3 separate regions of the Mus musculus genome follow, and all the other regions are linked to region 2. Evidence: chromatin contacts called from public Hi-C and HiChIP or PLAC-seq data. All regions are on one chromosome and are shown on one strand. Each heading gives the region's core, a stretch centred on a gene start, on an enhancer-like site or on the middle of the called end of the contact. The rest is flanking DNA. Distances are from core to core; before and after follow the strand shown. Region 1 has its middle 7.1 kb from the start of Sp9. Region 2 has its middle 17 kb from the start of Cdca7. Region 3 overlaps Ola1 (Obg-like ATPase 1).

Evidence for each region. Hi-C and Micro-C count contacts between places; a contact is called where the count stands out from the background. HiChIP or PLAC-seq counts read pairs in DNA pulled down with a chosen protein or histone mark.
Region 1: a contact with region 2 is called in a Hi-C map of regulatory T cells, with 2.6 times the contacts expected there. The contact joins two enhancer-like sites. A contact is called at or near these places in 4 of 39 promoter capture datasets (HPC-7-derived erythroid cells, the SN4741 cell line, neural stem cells and 1 more), 2 of 15 datasets of contacts at CTCF or cohesin (large pre-B cells and stem cell-derived epiblast-like cells), 14 of 484 Hi-C or Micro-C datasets (the G1E-ER4 cell line, bone marrow-derived macrophages, common lymphoid progenitors and 10 more), 19 of 115 datasets of contacts at active chromatin or transcription factors (SST interneurons, VIP interneurons, craniofacial prominence and 13 more) and 4 of 9 other capture datasets (adipose tissue, liver, macrophages and 1 more).
Region 3: an H3K4me3 HiChIP or PLAC-seq map of the SCID.adh cell line shows a contact between it and region 2, with 8 times the contacts expected there. The contact joins two enhancer-like sites. A contact is called at or near these places in 7 of 39 promoter capture datasets (the 3T3-L1 cell line, embryonic stem cells, hippocampal neurons and 3 more), 4 of 115 datasets of contacts at active chromatin or transcription factors (the SCID.adh cell line, embryonic basal ganglia, embryonic stem cells and 1 more) and 2 of 9 other capture datasets (adipose tissue and pancreatic islet).

What each region holds. Positions count from the first base shown.
Region 1 is chr2:73,277,720-73,280,419 of GRCm38.p6, forward strand. No RefSeq gene overlaps it. Among named protein-coding and RNA genes, the nearest start is that of Sp9, 7.1 kb to the left of the region's middle. Within about 2 kb of position 1,367, at least 32 of the 459 cell types and tissues checked have an H3K27ac peak or open chromatin away from gene starts, as enhancers often do. A contact at or near this core is called in regulatory T cells, where this site is marked.
Region 2 is chr2:72,491,871-72,494,570 of GRCm38.p6, forward strand. No RefSeq gene overlaps it. Among named protein-coding and RNA genes, the nearest start is that of Cdca7, 17 kb to the left of the region's middle. Within about 2 kb of position 1,356, at least 11 of the 459 cell types and tissues checked have an H3K27ac peak or open chromatin away from gene starts, as enhancers often do. A contact at or near this core is called in the SCID.adh cell line and regulatory T cells, where this site is marked.
Region 3 is chr2:73,116,727-73,119,426 of GRCm38.p6, forward strand. All of the region lies in intron 7 of Ola1 (Obg-like ATPase 1), which reads right to left. It also overlaps the pseudogene Gm13665. Among named protein-coding and RNA genes, the nearest start is that of Ola1, 96 kb to the right of the region's middle. Within about 2 kb of position 1,420, at least 2 of the 459 cell types and tissues checked have an H3K27ac peak or open chromatin away from gene starts, as enhancers often do. A contact at or near this core is called in the SCID.adh cell line, where this site is marked.

The DNA of each region.
Region 1 (2,700 bases), core at 117-2,616, 790 kb after region 2:
CTCTAGGCATCCCGGGGAGACCTTGAGACTCAGTAGGTGGTGACCGACTGAAGACGAACAAATGGAAGAGAGCGTGCACGGGAGGCGAGGTCCATGAGCTAGGATACCAGCTGGGTCCCCAGGTGGGGTGCGGCTGCGCCTCCCCAGGGCCACCTCTGCATTCCCGCGGCTTGGGCCTAACTGGGTCCCGGGTAGAGTAGATGGGGAGGCCACGCTGCGAATGAAGACTGCCGCCTGGAAGTGGATTTTGTGAAGCCAGGGCTGAGACCAGGGTCCTGGAGTCCCGCCCCCGCCGGGGTGAGGGGAAATGCAATTTCGTTTCAGTGAGTTTCCAGGGATTTCTTGTTTCCAACTTCCACGCAGTAGATGAACCAAGACCAAGTTTGCTGGGCCTGCGCCTATCCCGGCTCAATTCACACCCTCCCCAGTATTTTTCTTTCTTGGCATAATTTACCCCCAGTCTTTGGAGGACCCACCGGGTCCTACCTGATGAAGAAAAAGGAGTAGATTTTTTTTTTTCCTTTCCTCAAGGACGTTTGAAAACATTTGGATGAGATTAGATTGTGCACCTGAACCGCGTGTCTGGACATTCCGTCAAATCGTCACCAGTCGTGTAAAATTGAATTTCTTTTTATTCACATGGAAACTTTATTTATTTTAACTCTAATCTTATTTGCATCTATTATCTGTATTCACCAAGGCTCTCTTCCACTACAAAAATGCAGATGAAGTAAATCTCACATAAATCCCGCCCATTTGTGTAATTGGTATACTAAGTGTTTATTTTAAGTGAGAATAATTTAGCTACAAATTTTCTTAAGGAATAACATTCTTAACACATTAAAAAAAACTGAAAACTCTGATTTGCTTTTATGTTTGACAGTAGCTCTTGATTCCCCCAAGAGGCGCACGGCGAGTGCGGCTCTCTGGCGCCATCTAGAGCTCCTGCATAGGAGTCCGCGCTGTCGGCCTGGTGCTTGGCTTTTAGCGCTTGGAGACCTGCTTCTGTCGAGAACTCTGGCAGCCAAGGAATCAGGCAAAGAAAAGCGAGGTTTAGTGTTTTAGCTGGGGACAAGCCCCGTTTTGAGGGGACATTGCCTAGCAATGGCTCCAAAGGAAGGGGATTATTTCTGAAACACACTTACTGAAAAATCCAAGCAAAACAGACTACCACCTCGCTTGGCCCTGGACCCAGCTTTCTTTCATTGTCTCATTTAGCATTCTTTCCTAGGCGATTTCAGGGTCTTCCAGCACTCCTAAATGAGAAAGCTGAGCGTTGTCGGTAGCGGCAGCGACGTGCACCCTGGGTAGAGATCCCGCGGTGGGCACAGCTTGCCTCGCACACTTCACCCAGCGTCCTAGGGTCCAGGGCTGCGGGACCATCGGGTCTGCCTGGACTACCCAGGACGGGCGTGAACGCAGTTTACCACCAGGTCACCAAGACCTCCTCAGCTTCCCAGAACCCCTAACACAGAAGAGAAAGCCAGAGTCTCACAGCTATGACCAGCCTGGACCCACCGAGCACCTCAACAGACCTCTGCAGGGTTTCCGTGCAATGGGAGGCGACCACTGCTCAAGTGGGGCGCAGCGGGCATGGGGCAGCTCGACGGGGCCCCAGAGGGCGACCAGGAGCCCCCAGAGCCCTCGCCCCAGGCCCTCCCGACGGGTGCGCACCCCCTCCCAGAACAGACCCACCCCTTTTGTCCTTGCCTTTTCGAAACCCAAATCTGAAATGAGATAACAGTTGGGGGCGTTGGCCAATTTTCTCTTCTCTGTGCATCGCCCTGCCTCCCGCCGCCCCCTTCCCTCCTCTTCCTAGTCCACTACCCCTCCCCCATCCACTAGCTTTAGAGGGCTTGTAGGGACTTTCTCCCCTCCCCCTTCAGCAGTTATTGTTTTTTAATTTAAAAAGCGACACCTTCCAACCCCGGCGCCCGCCCGAGGAGGAAAGAAACGCAGTCTCCCGAAGCTGTAAGAAAAGAGATGAGGCTCTGGGGTGCCCGGCTCCCCAAACTCAAGCCAGGGAAATGCAGCGCGCTTCTGGGAACTCAACAGCCACCTTTGTAGCGGGTACTCGGCTGGGTTTGTATTTGCTGTTTTAATACAAACCCCGCCGCACTGCCTATTTCAGAGATGTGCTAATTACTACTTGGATAGCAGGGCGCAAAGTCCTTGTCCATTTCCCAGTACAAAGTAGGTTGCTAGAAAATTTGAAATTGCCTTTCAGCCTAAAGCTGCCTTACCTGAATGTCATAATTACAGTAATTATGTACATCCAAATTACATGCTAATTAAATTAGAATCAAATCGTTCTAAATCGAAATCAAATGAGGTAGTGAAGAATTAATCAATGACAACATAAATAGAGCGCTTCCTTCAGAGATATTTATTGTAACGATCCAAGGAGGAATTTGATCTGAAAAAGTCACCTGTTTATTTACTTTCAAATTAGTAATCAGTTATTATCCCTTCTCCATAATTTTAACCGTTCAGTGCTATTTACCCCCCACCCTTTCCAGACGCTGGAGTTTATAGAAATATGTATGAGGTAAATACATACAGACTTGCCTCCCCATATATTATTGGTATAAATATGTACGGTGTTTGGAACTCTTAAGATTTCTAAATGTCCGTGGGGACACATTCCTCCAGAGTCAGTTAGTTGGCCAGGATCCGGGAAAGCTTAACGTTTGAGCTGTA
Region 2 (2,700 bases), core at 106-2,605:
GTGCTCACCAGCCAATCAGAAAATGCCCTGCCGCAGGCTCATCAGCTAATCCACCGGAAGCAGTTCCACAGTTAAATTCCTGCTTTCCAGAAGTCTATCACCTAGTGTCTGCCCTGTTTCTCAGGCTTACGGGTGCTGTAGAACGCATCACGTTTCCTACTTCTGCTTAAATGATGTTCTTGGCCTGGTGTGCTGGCGCATGCCTTTAATCCCAGCACTCTGGAAACGGAGGCAAGCAGATCTCTGAGTTCAAGTCCAGCTTGGTCTACAGAGCAAGTTCCAGGACAGCCGGGACTACACAGAGAACCCCTGTCTCAAAAAACAAAATCAAACCAAAAAGAAACAAAGACGTTATTTCAAAGATGTTTAAATTTTATGTATGAGTGTTTCCCTATATATATGTAAGTTCACTGTATGCATACAATGTTCATAACAGAAACCCAATTAGGACATAAGCCTCGCTTCATATGCAAGTTACATTTTAAATTTTTTATTTTATTTTTTTGTTCCATTTATTTTGAAGGCTATAAATGTCTCTTAATTCCTTATTATAGGAAAATGGGACTTCATAATTGAAGTCACCCATAAGCCTACCACTCGCCAATTGCTACAGTTCGAGTTTGGCTTCTTGGGCTGAAGATAACGTTTACTACTGTATTAAGCGACATAATTACATTGGCTTTCCTTCAGTTAGGCATCTCAGCCTTTAGCCTCAAAGGAGAGTATCACCATGGATGGTATTCTCTATTTAAGACAAAAATGATTTAATCATATTATTTTATGTTTGAGTGCCTGTATACATTTAAGTGTAACTGTAAATATATTATTTCTGCTTTACCTACACAGATGTATGTATACAGGAATGGGTGGGGAGACCACAGGACAACTTGTGGGAACTGGTTCTCTCCTACGCACGGGTCCTTAGGTTTGAAGTCGAGTTGTCAGGTTTTATGGCAAGTGCCTTTACCCATCTCACTGGCTCAGTTTTCTATTTGAACAGTACAGTGATTATTCAAAGCTGTATCACTCTTTATGTGTGTGATAGTTGGGAACAAACCCGCTGTTTCTTATAAGCTAGGCAGGTGTTTTCTCACTGAGCTACACCAGAGACTTGTGAATTAAAGTTTTCTTCTCCCTTCTTAGAAACTTCAGCTCTTCTCCCAGGTTTACAGTTCACCTTTCCCTCCTAACACTTTACCCTCTTGCCATTCAGTCCAGGTCTCTCATCTGTGTATCGCTTCTCGGTCATTCCACTTTGCCTGGAATCCTCTTCTCGAGAAGGCACACTTGTCCCCGTTTTGTGCTGCACACTTGTCTTGCCGGGGTGACGTAATGGTTAGTATTCTTTGTCAACCTGATAAGATCTAGCGTCACGGAGGAGACGTTCCGCTGCTGGGCATGCGCAAACACTGATCAGGATGGCTGACCAGGTGCCTCAGTTTCCTGCGGCCATCCTCTCCCTGCTGTGAACTACCCGGGACTGTGAGCTTCCTTAAGCTGCTGTTGTTAGGGTCTTTTGTGATAGCCACAGGAAAGGTAACTAATAGCCATCGTTCTCTAATGTTCATTTCCCTTCTGCTGGTTTCCTCTCTCGTTTTACTGAAGACTTCCTCCGGCAGTTTCCCCCAGAAAGAGTAGGAGAGACATCCTTGCATGCATTGGAAATTATTTTGTTTACAAACCTGATTAGTAGCTTGGATGGAATGAGGATTTGAAGTAGAATTGTTTCTCTTGGTTTTCCTGCTTGCGTTCTTCGGCACCCAGAATCTATTCTGGGTGGCTAAAGAAAGATGCTTCTGGTGTCAGCATGTATTTTTCTCTTGATGCTTTTGAGATTTGATTTTTCTGAGTACTGAAACTTCACAATGAAGCATCTTGGTGGCTTTTGCTTTGCTGGCCCCCTCCCCTGTTTATTCTGACCAACACTCTTCAGTTAAAATTATCCTATTCCGGCCAGGCATAATGGTACCTGCCTTTTATCCCAGCACTGGGAAGCAGGTGGATCTATGCGAGTTTGGGGAGTGAGTTAGTTCCAGGATATCCAGAGCTGCACAGAGAAACCTTGTTTTGAAAAACCAAAACCAAAACCAAGTCCTACTTTTCTAGGGAAAATTTTCTATTATTAAATATAACTTACTTCCCTCAATTTTGTTGTTACTTATGTGTGTGTATGTGTGTGTGTGTGTGGTTTTATTCTCTCTTTCCTATGTTCCAGATCTTCTGTATGGATTCCATGTTTTCATCTCTTTCATTCATGTAGACTCCTACATCTAGTGAGGTTGCAAATCCTTAACCTAGGTTCAATCATGTAGAATTGCTATTTATGTACAACAACATGATCAAATACCAGGAATTTCATATAATTCAATTAACACTGTTTTTTAGTAATATTTTTAACTTTCAAGAGTCCCTTCTTGTCCTGTCATTATTCATTTTCCATAGAATCTATTTTAAATTTCTTTAAGAATACTCTTAAAAGAAAAAGTCTTTTCAGGCTGGCAAGATGGCTTAGCAGGTAAGAGTACTGACTGCTCTACCGAAGGTCCTGAGTTCAAATCCCACAACCATACGGTGGCTCACAACCACCCGTATTGAGATCTGATGCCCTCTTCTGGTGCGTCTGAAGACAGCTACAATGTACTTATGTATAATAATAAATAAATCTTTGGGCCCGAGGGAGCAGAGTTGACCGGAGTGAGC
Region 3 (2,700 bases), core at 170-2,669, 620 kb after region 2:
AGCCAGAGGTGACCTGTGAAGATGGTTCGCTATTTGGTTTCACAAAATCATACAAATCAAGAGGTTCAAACCTTTGGGTTCACTTTTAGAACTGCCCAGGCCATCAAGGGTATGCATATCCGCAAAGCCACCAAGTATCTGAAGGATGTCACTTTAAAGAAGCAATGTGTGCCATTCCAGCAGTATAATGGTGGAGTCGGTAGGTGCGCCCAGGCCAAACAGTGGGGCTGGACACAGGGACGGTGGCCAAAAAAAAGGGCTGAATTTTTGCTGCACATGCTTAAAAATGCAGAGGGTAATGGTGACCTTAATGGTTTAGATGTAGATTCTCTAGTCATTGAACACATTCAGGTGAACAAGGCACCTAAGATGCGCCGACGAACCTACAGAGCTCATGGCTGGATTAATCCATACGTGAGCTCCCCCTGCCACAGTGAGATGATCCTCACTGAGAAGGAACAGATCGTTCCAAAGCCAGAAGAGGAGGCTGCACAGAAGAAAAAGATATCCCAGAAACTGAAGAAACAAAAACTCATGGCATGGGGATAAATTCAACATAAAATAAATGCAGATAAAGTAAAAAAAAAAAAAAAAAAAAAAAAAAAAAAGCAGGTCAAGTGTGTTGGACAACACTTGGGGGTTGTACCATCTTCAGTTACATAATGCTTGAGGTTAGTCTGAGCTACATGAGACCCTGTCTCAAAAGACCCAAAATCATAAAAATAACACCTTTTTTTCTAAATATACCAATAATGAACTTTTAAAAAGGTTTTATGATTTATTTATTTATATTTCTTATTTTATGTGTATTGGTGTTTGTCTGCATGTATGTCTGTGTGAGGGTGTCACATGCCCTGGAACTGGAATTATAGGCAGCTGTGAGCAGCCATGTACGTGCTGGAATTGAACCCAGGCCATTTGGAAGAACAGCCAGTGTTCTTAGCCACTGAGCCCTCTCTCTAATCCCCCAAATAATGAATTATTAAAAAAGGAAATTAGGAAAGAAATTCCACTCACAACAGTTTCAAAACAGAAGAAACAAAATGCCTCAGTACTCATTTAAGAAGCCAGGCGTCTGTGATGGTGCGCTCTTGTAACCCCAGTGTTGAGAGGTACAGATGGGTCCCAGGGCTTCTTGGCTAACTGGCCGGGCTCACCAGCAAGCCCAGGTTCCAGTGGGTAGCTGGTTCCTACACAACCCCACTCACTCAACCACATCAAAAATCCCAGCTGGGGAGAAGACTCGGTAATTAAGAATATTTGTTTTTCTAGTATGGGACTCAATTTTGTTTCCCAGAACCCAGAAGGCAGCGCTGAGTAACTGTCCATATTGTTCCAGTTCCAGGGGGTCAGTGCCCTTTCCTGACCGCTGTGGATGTCAGGCATGCCCCCAGCCCTGCTTCAGCTCGAAAGCGTGCACGCACTTGAGGGTTACAAGTGATCTTGATTCAAATGTGTATGTACCTAGAAGCAGGCATGTGTGTGGGGAGTGGAAAGGGTACTATGGGAGGGAGAGGACATCTTCAAAGAGTTCTGAAGGGGAGAAGATGATACTGGAATCTATGTGACATGGAAGCAGAAGGGAAATGAGGAGGTGAAGGGGAGGAAGCAGGAAGGATAGGTGTATCTTGCTCTAGTTAATGTTCTATTACTGTGAAGAGATACCACGACTAAGGCAATTCTCATAAAAGAAAGCTTTAATTGGAGGTTTGCTTAGAGTTTCAGAGGTTTGTCCATTATCACCATGGTAGGGAGCAGACAGGCATGGTGCTGGAGCAGCAGCCAAGAGCGTCACATTCTCATCCCTGCAGCAGACACTGGGCCCGGGGTGGGGTTTTTAAAGCACAAAGCTCAACCCCAGTGTCACACCTCTTCCAACAAGCTACAATTCTTAATCCTTTCTAAACAGTGCATCCCCTGTGGACTAATACATAAGCCCCTGGGGGGGGGGGCATTTTCATTCAAACCGCCACAGTGGGGAAAGGGTGAATAAGAAGAAATATAACAACACATGTATGAAAATGTCAGGAAGCCTTCACTTTATATGTGAGCACAGAAGATAATTAAAATAAAAATATTTCTAAAAATACTCTTGAAGCTTCTAAAAAGACGCTTTAAGAAATAGCCTGGAGTTACAAATACCATACAAGAAAGAGTTGGGACAAATACATAGGAAGTTCACTTGATTTTGTTCCATGTCCTGATACAGCATCACTCAGTACCATCTGCTACTGATTCTGTGCACCAAGAGTGGTTTCCTACATCCTATTTATTCTGTTTCCATTCCTGGTGCAAAGATTTCACTCTACACACTCCTAGGGTTTCTACTGCTGTGATAAAAACACTACAACCTAAAAGCAACTTAAGGTTTATTTTACCTTAAAGTTCTACATCATAGTTCATCCTTGAGGAAAGTCAGAGCAGGAGCTCAAAGCAGGCCACGGAGGAATGCTGCATCCTGACTTGCTCTGGAGAGCCTGTTCAGACTGCTGTCGCCTAGCACCCAGGACCACCTTCCCAGGGTGACACCACTCACAGTGAGCAGGTTCCTCCTACACCAATCCAAGAAAACGCACCAGAAGCTTAGTACAGGTTCCCTCTTCCCAAATGACTCTAGCTTGTGACAAGTTGACATAAAAGTAGCCAGCACAACTATCCTGTTACACTGTCTCTTACTAACTCAATTGAAAAGCAACTGCC